3 separate regions of the Mus musculus genome follow, and all the other regions are linked to region 3. Evidence: chromatin contacts called from public Hi-C and Micro-C data. All regions are on one chromosome and are shown on one strand. The core of a region is the stretch at or near the end of the contact, and the rest is flanking DNA. Distances in the headings are between cores, read along the strand shown.

Region 1 (3,059 bases), core at 171-2,670, 200 kb before region 3:
TAATAGAAAACATGCACCTTGGATTCCTAGAAAGTGGAAAGTGATACCATACATATTGGGTTTAAATGTTATAATCTATTTTTATCTGAATGCACAACACCTAATTTAAGCATTCCAAATAGCCTTGACTTTAAAACGATCGGCCTTTCCTAGCCCCATTCTGTTACTAGTTTCTGCTATGAAATACCTAAGACCCTCTGGGCAGAACAAAGTTCAGTACTCTGGTAACTGTTAACAGTGTGTCCAGGGACCTGGAGAGATGGCTTAGTAGTTAAGAGCACTGACTGCTCTTCCAAAGGTTTAATTCCCAGCAACCACATGGTGACTCACAACCATCCATAATGAGATCTGAATCCCTCTTCTAGAGTGTCTGAAGATAGCTACAGTGTAATCCTATAATAAATAATTAAATCTTTATAAAACAAAACAAAACAGTGTGTCCAACCTTCTGTGACACACCACTGTCCTTTACAAAGGCCACATTCAGAAGAACAATCGGGCTGTTCTGGTTAGGGTGCCTGTCAGCCAATCCTGCCAGACTGCGATCAATCCCCAGGATCCACGGAGAAGAAGGAAGGAGGTGACTCCTGCAAGTTGTCCTCGGATGGCCACACCCACGGGGGAAGGGCTTACACACACAGAGGGAAATATATGAACAAAAGATATTTGTAAAAAGAAGTCTCAAGTCTGAGGTTTAAGAGTTTTGTGATGGGCTTTCACAACGTTCCTGGGGACCATGTGGGCTACAGATTGGATGTTAATGTCACAGGTTTACCTAGAGATCCTTTTGGGAGACGACTGCACACTCAGAAAACACTCTGAAATCCTGTTGGTAAGTGAAACTTAGCGACATTTAATACTATTGATTCCTTAGAATTTCGTTGACATTTTCTTTCAGATTTAATGGCATCAATTTCTGGAGGGGTGGCTATTTTATGATTAAAATTATTTTTTGGGTTTGGAAGTTCACTGATCTATTAAGTCAACCTTATGATCCAGTTTTTAGTTCTTTATATCCAAATACATTATTGTTGATTCTTAAAAATATTCTGTTTTTAAGTTTGTGTGTGTGTAGGTTTGTACACATGAACACATTGTACATGAACACAGGCGCCTGAGTCCAGAAGAGGGTGTAGGGATCACTGGAGTTAGAATTACAGGCGTTGGTGACCTGCGCAATAAATATCTGGAGACTGTACTCCAAAGATAAGAGCATGGAGTAACCAGTGATCGATTCTTTTCTTTCTTTTTTAAATTTCGACACGGGCTTCTCGAACTCACAAACCTCCTTCCTCGGCCCTAGTGATGAGATTACATGCTGTGAATACATATACCACACTATTCACTTAAAGTGGTTATTAACAGCTTCAGAATATTTTTAAGGCTGAAGACAATTTTATAATGATTTTTTACCCTCTAGCATCATCATAACAAGTAAAAGACACCTTGGGGGAGTATTTTAAAACTGTATGTGTCTGCAACGAAAAGAGTGCACAACAACTTGAACTATTCAGGGCCAACCACAACCTCAAACTGGGGGCTCACAAGAGTGAGCCCATCGTCGCCGGAAGTGAGCTCGGAAGTAGCGCTTTCCTGCCCGCAGCCTTCTGGGACTTGTAGTTCGAATCCTCGATGATGCTCGGGAGTCCTGCGTTACCAGGTGTGGGTTCTACCTACAAGAGGTGAGCAGAGCTGGGCTGCCCCAGGGGTGGGCAGCGGTGTCCTGGTCCAAACTAGGGGGCATTACCACTCGGAGCCAGGCTCCGAGGCTGGGAAGGCTCCTTGCGGCTGCGATCCCACGTGCTAGCAGCCACGGTAACCCCCAAACCCCCAGTAACACCCCGTGCACCAGGCCACCCTCACGGAGGGCCAGGCCCCTGCAGCAGAGCAAACCGCAGCTCCGTAGACACCCTCCTCTTGCTTGACCAAGTTCTGACCTGGGTGGGTCCAATGATGATGTTGCTGGACATCAGGAGACCATGAGAGAGGCTCCTAGAAGAGACCCCTAAGAGTACTAAGGTTTCCGCTGCACAGCCCTCCCCTCTGCGACCTAGAAACCAGTCAGATTTCTGAGAGGACGGTCTGGCAAGGGATACTGGGTAGCTGTAATGCACGCAGTGAGAAGATGCACAGAACCTGAGAACACCCACTCCAGAACTTCAGTATTGAAATAGGTTGGTCTGAGGAGATGGGCATGTCAGAACTACCCTAGGCAGAATCTGCCCCTCCCTGAAAATATGACCATGCTTCAGGTGACTTGCAGTTTCTTTCACCAAAAATGCCTCATCTCTGAGCTAGATACAGCTTTTCTTTCTTAGAACAAACTAGGAAATCAGCATTGAGTATTTGCCTAGAGTGAGGTCCTTGTGGTCTTTCTCTTTATTGCCAAGCTTCATTGTGAGATTGGTATTTTATACAAGGGAACGAGAGCATTTGGGACCTTACAATATGTATCTAGCAAACGGTATCAACTGGTTCAGCATTGGGTCTGCTGACCCGGAAGTTCTATGTTAATTCTCACTACACTGCCTTGCCACCTTGTGAAGTACTCAAAACATCCAACCAAGCTCTTCTGAAAGGCTCTATGGAGCATTTTCTCCCTGTAGTCTGGAAGTCGGCTCTCCTATCGTACATTTCACTCGGTGTATGTTCCACGAGTTACTCTTCGTTGTTAAGACCAAAATATCTTGGGTAATGAGTTTGTAAAGAGCAAAGATTTGTCTGCTCAAAGTTCCATCGTTTTAGTCTGTCATTACTTGACTCAGTTTTGGACCTATGAAACAGAGTTTGGTTCACCTCATGTGGGAAAGACCTGGATCCCAATATCACTTTAAGGGTGCATCCCCAGTGACCTACATTCTTCCTACTAGGTCCTACCTCCTAAGGATTTGACCTCCTTACGTGAGATCAAAACTGTAGCTTGTTGGAGATCATTCCAAGTTAGTATATGCCCAGTCTAATGCTAAGTAGGAAAAAAAAAGAATATAAACTGAAGCTTTTCATCAAAGAACTCATGTTCTTGGTGAGCAGATTATATGTAGCCATCATACATATGATGA
Region 2 (3,220 bases), core at 107-2,606, 230 kb before region 3:
GGATCTGGGCCAGTAAGATGGTGTGTAGGTAATAGTGCCTGCTGCCAAGTCTGATGACCTGAGTTCGATTCCCTGTAGGAAAGGGTGAGCCCACTCATACTAATGATTCTCTGACCTCCACAGGCACAGCAAGACACCCCTCACATCCACACACTAAACAAAATGGGATCTTTTTTTCCCAAAAAATACGTGTACCCAAGTCCTCAAGGCTGTTAAGAGAATCTTTGCAGATTTATGAAGGAAACATGAGTTCTTGTCTCCCCTGATGGCCCCCTTTTCCTACCGATGCTTTGTCAACTAAAACTTGTCCTAATCCCACATCTGGTCTCACAGAACAGAGATGTCCTGTGAAGTCAAATATTTCATCCAGTCTGACACATGTAATTCTGGGAAAGGAACAAGGGCACTGCAAGAGGAACATTTCTTATGGTCTCTTTCATTCAATAGGATAGCTAAATCTACCAAGGGAAGACTCTGGGGGAGGCTCACTACGAAAGAAGTCAAGTCAGGGCTCCAGGGTGAGACTAATGTCCTTTAGAAAAGCTATTAGAGGCAGGCAGTGGTGGTGCACGCCTTTAATCCCAGCACTTGGGAGGCAGAGGCAGGCGGATTTCTGAGTTCGAGGCCAGCCTGGTCTACAGAGTGAGTTCCAGGATGGCCAGGGCTATATAGAGAAACCCTGTCTCGAAAAACCAAAAAAAAAAAAAAAAAAAAAAAAAGGCTATTAGAAATGCATATAAATAAATGCAGTCGATGGACGTTTAAGGCATCTTAAAAGAGATTTTATTGAATGGATGCTCAATTTCATCCACGCCCCTCTCAGGACCAAAAGGGCTACTCTCCCATCTCTAATAACTAATTTTAGAGTGTTCAAATCTCAACCCTTGTGTCATTAACTTCTTCAGTTAGGAAGACAATGTTAGTGTCCACTCAGGGAATACTGTTCCCTCGAGTTCCCTTGGCTCAGAAAGTCTCCCGGGCCCCGCGTAGGTGCCCTATGGGGTCCTGGAGCCGTCGGACCTGGGCTCCCCACAAGTGAGCGCCCTGGGTCGTACAACTAGTCGGGGTAGTACCTAAACTCCGAAGTCCTGCAGTGCCTCGTCCATCTTTTGGGTGAAAAAAAACTTATTACACGGACCAGAGAGTATTCCTGATTCTTTGTCCGAAATACTTGGTCCCGGCTCCTATAGGGAACCCTGAGTCTTCTGCAGTTTTAACGTCATAAGCATTCCCAAGCTTCAACCACCGCTCCTCCACAGGACGGCGCTCCCCAACAACCAGAAGCAGCCACCGCGTTTCTGCCGCAGCTCGGTCGCGGCGCTTCCCACAGTGCCTCGGGGCGCGCGCGGGCTCCTGGGAGTTGTGGTCCGGCGACGCGCAGCGTTGCAGCGGCTGCTACGGGCTCGGCGCCGGCTTTGTCTGTCTGCGGGCGCGCGCCGCTGCGGTGAGTGTTGCTGAGGCCGGGGCTGTGCGCCCGAGAGAGGGGGCTGTGTCTTGAGCCTGCTGCTCCGGCCAGGGCGCGTGAGCAGGCCAGGCTGGCCGTCCGGGCCAAAATCGCCAACCGCAGACAAGGGTGCGCTGGTCGGAGAGCGGGTGGGCCGCGGTGTGCTGCGGAAGGGTCCTGCTGCAATGTCGGGGTCCCTGGGAGGCTGGGGCCCCGCGAGCGTGGGAGGGGCCACAGGAAGGTCCAGCTAGGCCAGGAGAGCAGAGTTCACGCCTAGGGAGAGAGCCTAGCAGGGAGTGGCGTCCAGCGTGGGGGGAATTCATCCTCACCCAAAGCTCCTAATCGCACGTTAAATTGCCTCATTAGATTTTTCCCAAACCCTACAGATCACCCTGTCTGTCCTCCAGCCCTCTCTCCTGAAAAAGCACCATTTTAGGTCTTGGATTTGTAGGGCGTGTCTCAAATGTAAGAGATCCCTCACTTTCTGGTCCTCAGTTCTTCCGAGAGCTAGCTAATTGAGATAGTGTTAACTTGTTTACTAAGAGAAGAAACTGGAGTCGGGGCTGTTAGGTTGTTCTGCTACAGGGCATACACCGAGGGAAACAAGGCAAAAAATTCAAGTCTCTCGGGGCCTAATTCTGAGCTGTGGTAACATTTCTGATAGGAAAAGCAGCGTTTTGTGTTACGAAATCACTCTCTTTCAATATCTTCAAGAATTTGATTGCTCTGACTTGAACAGGTTCTTCCTTGACAATTTCCTGTTGTCAGTTGTCCTGCTATTAATCAGGGAGTCTGGAGACACAGCTGAGGCATGTTGGCTACTTCTTAGCAGGTAGAGGAGTTCAGGTATCTACCGTGTTCACTCATTTTGACTTAACCATGTTCTCTAGACACTCCAGAGACAAAAAAGTCCAGCCCCAGGGAGTAGCTACCATGTGCTTTTCTTTGTGAATCACAGGGGAGTTTTGTTGGCTTTATTTTTAATCAATAATATCTCTAAGTGAATGCATTTGCAGCATGACAGGGGACCCCTTTATAGCTTGTGTTCCAAGTTGGAAGTGAATCCTTCAAAGATTTCTTGACATCAGGCTATATAACTGAATGGATAGAAGGGTTAGCTATTTGGTTAATAAAATAGAAAATCGTACCATCAGATTGCTAATTCATTAAGCTAGGAATCCAGCATTTTGACCAGACATACTGAAACAAAGATTATACTGTACCACTATGTAAACAAAGTGTACAGATTCAGGAATTTGATCCTTAAATAAGCATTCCATGGGGGGTGGGGGGAGGGAGTGGTGGTTTGGGTTAAGAGCCTACTAAGAATTACCAGAAGGTAACAAGACCTTCTTTGTTAGGTCCTTGTAACTTGAGGGGAGCTGAAAAGGAAAGCTGGAGCTATTTCTTCCTAACACCAGTCAGGAAGGCTGGTGTGCTGACTTCTTGCCTGGAAAGTAGAGAACCCCAATTTTTTATCAAGACCAAATGCAAGCAGAGCGGCCCTTACCTGGGGACTAACAGTACAGTAGGCACTCCTACTTCTCTGCTATCTGTTTCCCTCTGCCTCCTTGCTCCTAGATTCATTTCTGTTTGGTCAGTCCTGCTATCTTCCCCACCCCCACCCCAGCCCACCCTGCCCAAACATTTATTTATGATTATATGTAAGTACACTGTAGCTGTCTTCAGATACACCAGAAGAGGGCATCAGATCCCATTACAGATGGTTGTGAGCCACCATGTGGTTGCTGGGAATGGAACTCAGGACATCTGGAA
Region 3 (3,057 bases), core at 219-2,718:
GTTAACTGTGCATGTGGGAGAAATGCCATCACCCTCTTAGGACCCAGGTGTCCTAGAGGGTCAAGGAACAGGGCTAAAGAAGGCAGGGACAGGTAACTTCCTAGAAGTAGAACTCCAGTTTTGTTTCTCTTGGTATTAGAAGAGCAGTCTGAAGGAATGACCTGAGCCTAGCAAGGGCCCAGCACCCGAGGGTCTAGGTGGGTCTTGACAAGATTCGCCAGCAGAGGTCACTGTGAGCTTTGCATCCCCTGGAACAAGATGCAGGGCTGGAAGAGGGGGGCCCTGTGTGAAAGCTGATGCACCCTCCTCCCCGCCATCTGTGGAGCTGTTCCAGGAGGGAATAAATACTATGGGCTCTGAGACCCCTGAGAAGAAAGGTGGGGTCCAGCGACAGTGCGAGCTGGTAGAGACGTCAGGGGAGGCAGAGCCCAGAGGGCCTGGGTCCTCCTAGGAGACAAGGGAATGAGCCCAACATTCAGAGTTCCACAAGACTGAACTAACTACCCAAGAGTCTGTCTGCTGATGGATCTTTGTGCTAAGAGAGCTGATGGAGAAAGAGGGGAAGGGAGATGGCAGGAGAGAAGTGTGCTCCCTCAGGCCGCTGGGCAGAGATCAGACAGGGTGGGGTAAAGTCCGGGTCATCAGTCTCCATTAGGGACCATGGCTTGCTTGTGTGCTCTCATAGGATTGTTTAATCCCCCCTGGGCATCCTCTGCCCCGTCTATGGTCTATGGTTCCAGCTGAGAGCAGCTTTGACTCCTAGAACCTGGCCCAGCTCTCTCTGCCCTCCCAGCCTCTATCTGCTTCCTTAGTTTCAGATCCCCAGAGAGGGCATTCTTCATTTCAGCCCACCGCTGCCATCTAAACTCTAAGAGCTGGAGCTGCGGTGGGAGGCACCTGACAGGATTCTTTCCTAGTGCAGGGAGTGGGGTGGGGGTGGGGGTGAGGTGAGATAGATCCTCAGAGACAGGCACCAGGCATATCCCTTACTCGGATTAGCCCTTCCACGACAGCAGCTGCTGTATCCCTGGCGTTCTGGGGATGATAGAAGGACTGAGGATTCAAGACACTTCAGACTACAGCTGTGTGGAGCGAGCGCCCGCCCGGCAGGGGAAGCATCTGAACTAAGCGCTGCTTGGGCACCTGCGGTAGCTCTGTAGCGTTCAGTCTCCAAGGAGGAGTCTGGGACCCTTCCTGGCCCTCCCCTCCCCTCCCCTCCCCTCTCCTTCCTGGACTTCACCAGCAAGACGACCCACCCCGCCCAGAGCCCAGAGCCTTGACCCTTACGCCATTCCCAAACCTAGCACCACAAACCCTGCGGGTGCTCACGCCTCACTGTGCCTCGCCCTGTCCCTTGCTAGTGCTCCTCCCAGGGTCTTGTTCACGAGGCTCGCCAGCCCCGCCCCGGGCGGGAGGTGGCTGGGTCACGGGAGGGAAGTCCCCGGGCTTGGGCGGCACTGGCTCAGCCCCGGAGGGTAGTCGGGCTTCTACACCGCCTGCGGGTCCGGTAGCGGGAGCTGTAGCCAGGATGTTTCTGGAGCCCCAGGTAGGGTTGTGGCAGTGCGGGACTGCGGGTTAGGAGCACTCCAGGGCAGTGTCTTGACCACAGCAGGACCGCAAGGTTAAGGTTTCTGTGCCCCAGAGCTTGGGAAGCGCGGCCAGGAGGGTGCTCGCCCCCAGGACAACCAGGGCAACTCTCTCTCCTGTCCCTGCCCGGACACCTGCCGCCACTTGGGCCTCGCCCAAGGTGCAGCTGCTGCCTTCCTAGCCTCTGCTGACACCAGCGGCTCCGCTGTAAAGCGCCACTTGAAAACCTGCAGGGGGTGGGGGTGGGGTGGGGTGTTTCGCAGCAGGGTCCGGGTGCGGCAGAAGAGAAAGCAAAGGGCTGTCCTGGACAGAGCAGACTTGTAAAAAGCAGTGGCGATCTTGGAATTTCCCCTATCCTTGGGCTCAGAACCACTGTTTACTCCATAAGTGCTTGGAGTGGGGGCGGTCTGTGATGGAGTGGTTGATCATGTGGGAGGTGTGCGCTTGTATGTGCGATGTGTGGGCGGGAGAGAGGACGTGTTTATATATGGGAGGCTTAAGTGAGAGCCGTTAAGAGGAGGCAGGTGTGGGGGCAAGGCTGTGCCTGTGCATTCTCAAATGTCATGTGTTTAAAGAGAAGAGTGCCTAGTGAGGGGAAGGCTGAGAATCTCCCTAAAATTAACCCTGGGCCTGAGCCACCACTGCACCTTTCTAGCTGTTTTGAGCCATAGTGGGCAGTGGGATTCAGGAGCAGTACACAGACCTGTCTAGACCAGACCCAGTGCAGACCATTGATTTGGAAGAGTGGAGATGAGGAGCCAACATTAATGGGCTGAAGATGTAGGACAGACAATGCACATTTATTAAGCACCTGCTATGCGCTGGCACTGTGGTTTGCAGAGAACTAAGCAGGCAACAGTTCTTATCCTCACAGAGCTCATCTGGGTGCCAGAAAATCATTGGTTCTTAACCTGTGGGTCAAGACCCCTTGGGGTTAAACGACCCTTTCAAGGGGTTGCCTCTCAGATAGCCTGCATGTCAGATATTTACATTATAATTCATAGCAGTAGCAAAATTATACTTATGAAGTATCAGCGAAATACATTTTATGGCTGGGGCTCAGCACAACACGAAGAACAGCATTAAAGGGTCGCAACATTAGGAAGGTTGAGCACCTCCACAGTGAGTAATATACAGACTAAGTTACATGGCAGAAAGGACTAAAGATGAACGTAGAGGAGTAGCCCACAGCAGGAGTGCATCAGGAAGGATGATTCTGGTATCATGCAGACGTAAAACGATGCTCAGCTCCGGTGACTGTTTCCTCTGCTAATACCCATCCTGCGTCACTCTGCTGTGCCACCTACTTTTTGCTGGGGAACAGGTTGACAGGGTCCTAGGACAGGAAGGGGCCCTACATTGGCACCTCAGTTCTAGCTCATTGACACACATCATTCTACTAACCACCAGGGGGCTACACAGCCTGCCCCGGTCTCCCCAGGGATGTGTGGCACACTTGGGCTTAGCGAG

The links. Hi-C and Micro-C count contacts between places; a contact is called where the count stands out from the background.
Region 1: a contact with region 3 is called in a Hi-C map of the N1E-115 cell line, with 3 times the contacts expected there. The contact joins the promoter of Zfp239 here to the promoter of Rasgef1a in region 3. A contact is called at or near these places in 1 of 39 promoter capture datasets (the 3T3-L1 cell line), 4 of 484 Hi-C or Micro-C datasets (the AML12 cell line, the BV-2 cell line, the N1E-115 cell line and 1 more), 5 of 115 datasets of contacts at active chromatin or transcription factors (embryonic stem cells and pancreatic cancer cells) and 2 of 9 other capture datasets (adipose tissue and liver).
Region 2: a contact with region 3 is called in a Micro-C map of embryonic stem cells, with 4 times the contacts expected there. The contact joins the promoter of Zfp637 here to the promoter of Rasgef1a in region 3. A contact is called at or near these places in 1 of 39 promoter capture datasets (the 3T3-L1 cell line), 8 of 484 Hi-C or Micro-C datasets (the AML12 cell line, B cells, the BV-2 cell line and 3 more), 5 of 115 datasets of contacts at active chromatin or transcription factors (the 230-238 cell line, embryonic stem cells, extraembryonic endoderm stem cells and 2 more) and 3 of 9 other capture datasets (adipose tissue, liver and pancreatic islet).

What each region holds. Positions count from the first base shown.
Region 1 is chr6:117,861,461-117,864,519 of GRCm38.p6, forward strand. Zfp239 (zinc finger protein 239) reads left to right here and starts at 1,421. Exons shown (of 4, transcript NM_001001792.2): 1 at 1,421-1,682.
Region 2 is chr6:117,839,825-117,843,044 of GRCm38.p6, forward strand. Zfp637 (zinc finger protein 637) reads left to right here and starts at 1,357. Exons shown (of 3, transcript NM_177684.3): 1 at 1,357-1,444.
Region 3 is chr6:118,064,917-118,067,973 of GRCm38.p6, forward strand. It overlaps Rasgef1a (RasGEF domain family, member 1A), which reads left to right and starts at 1,469. Exons shown (of 13, transcript NM_027526.1): 1 at 1,469-1,546. The coding sequence starts at 1,529.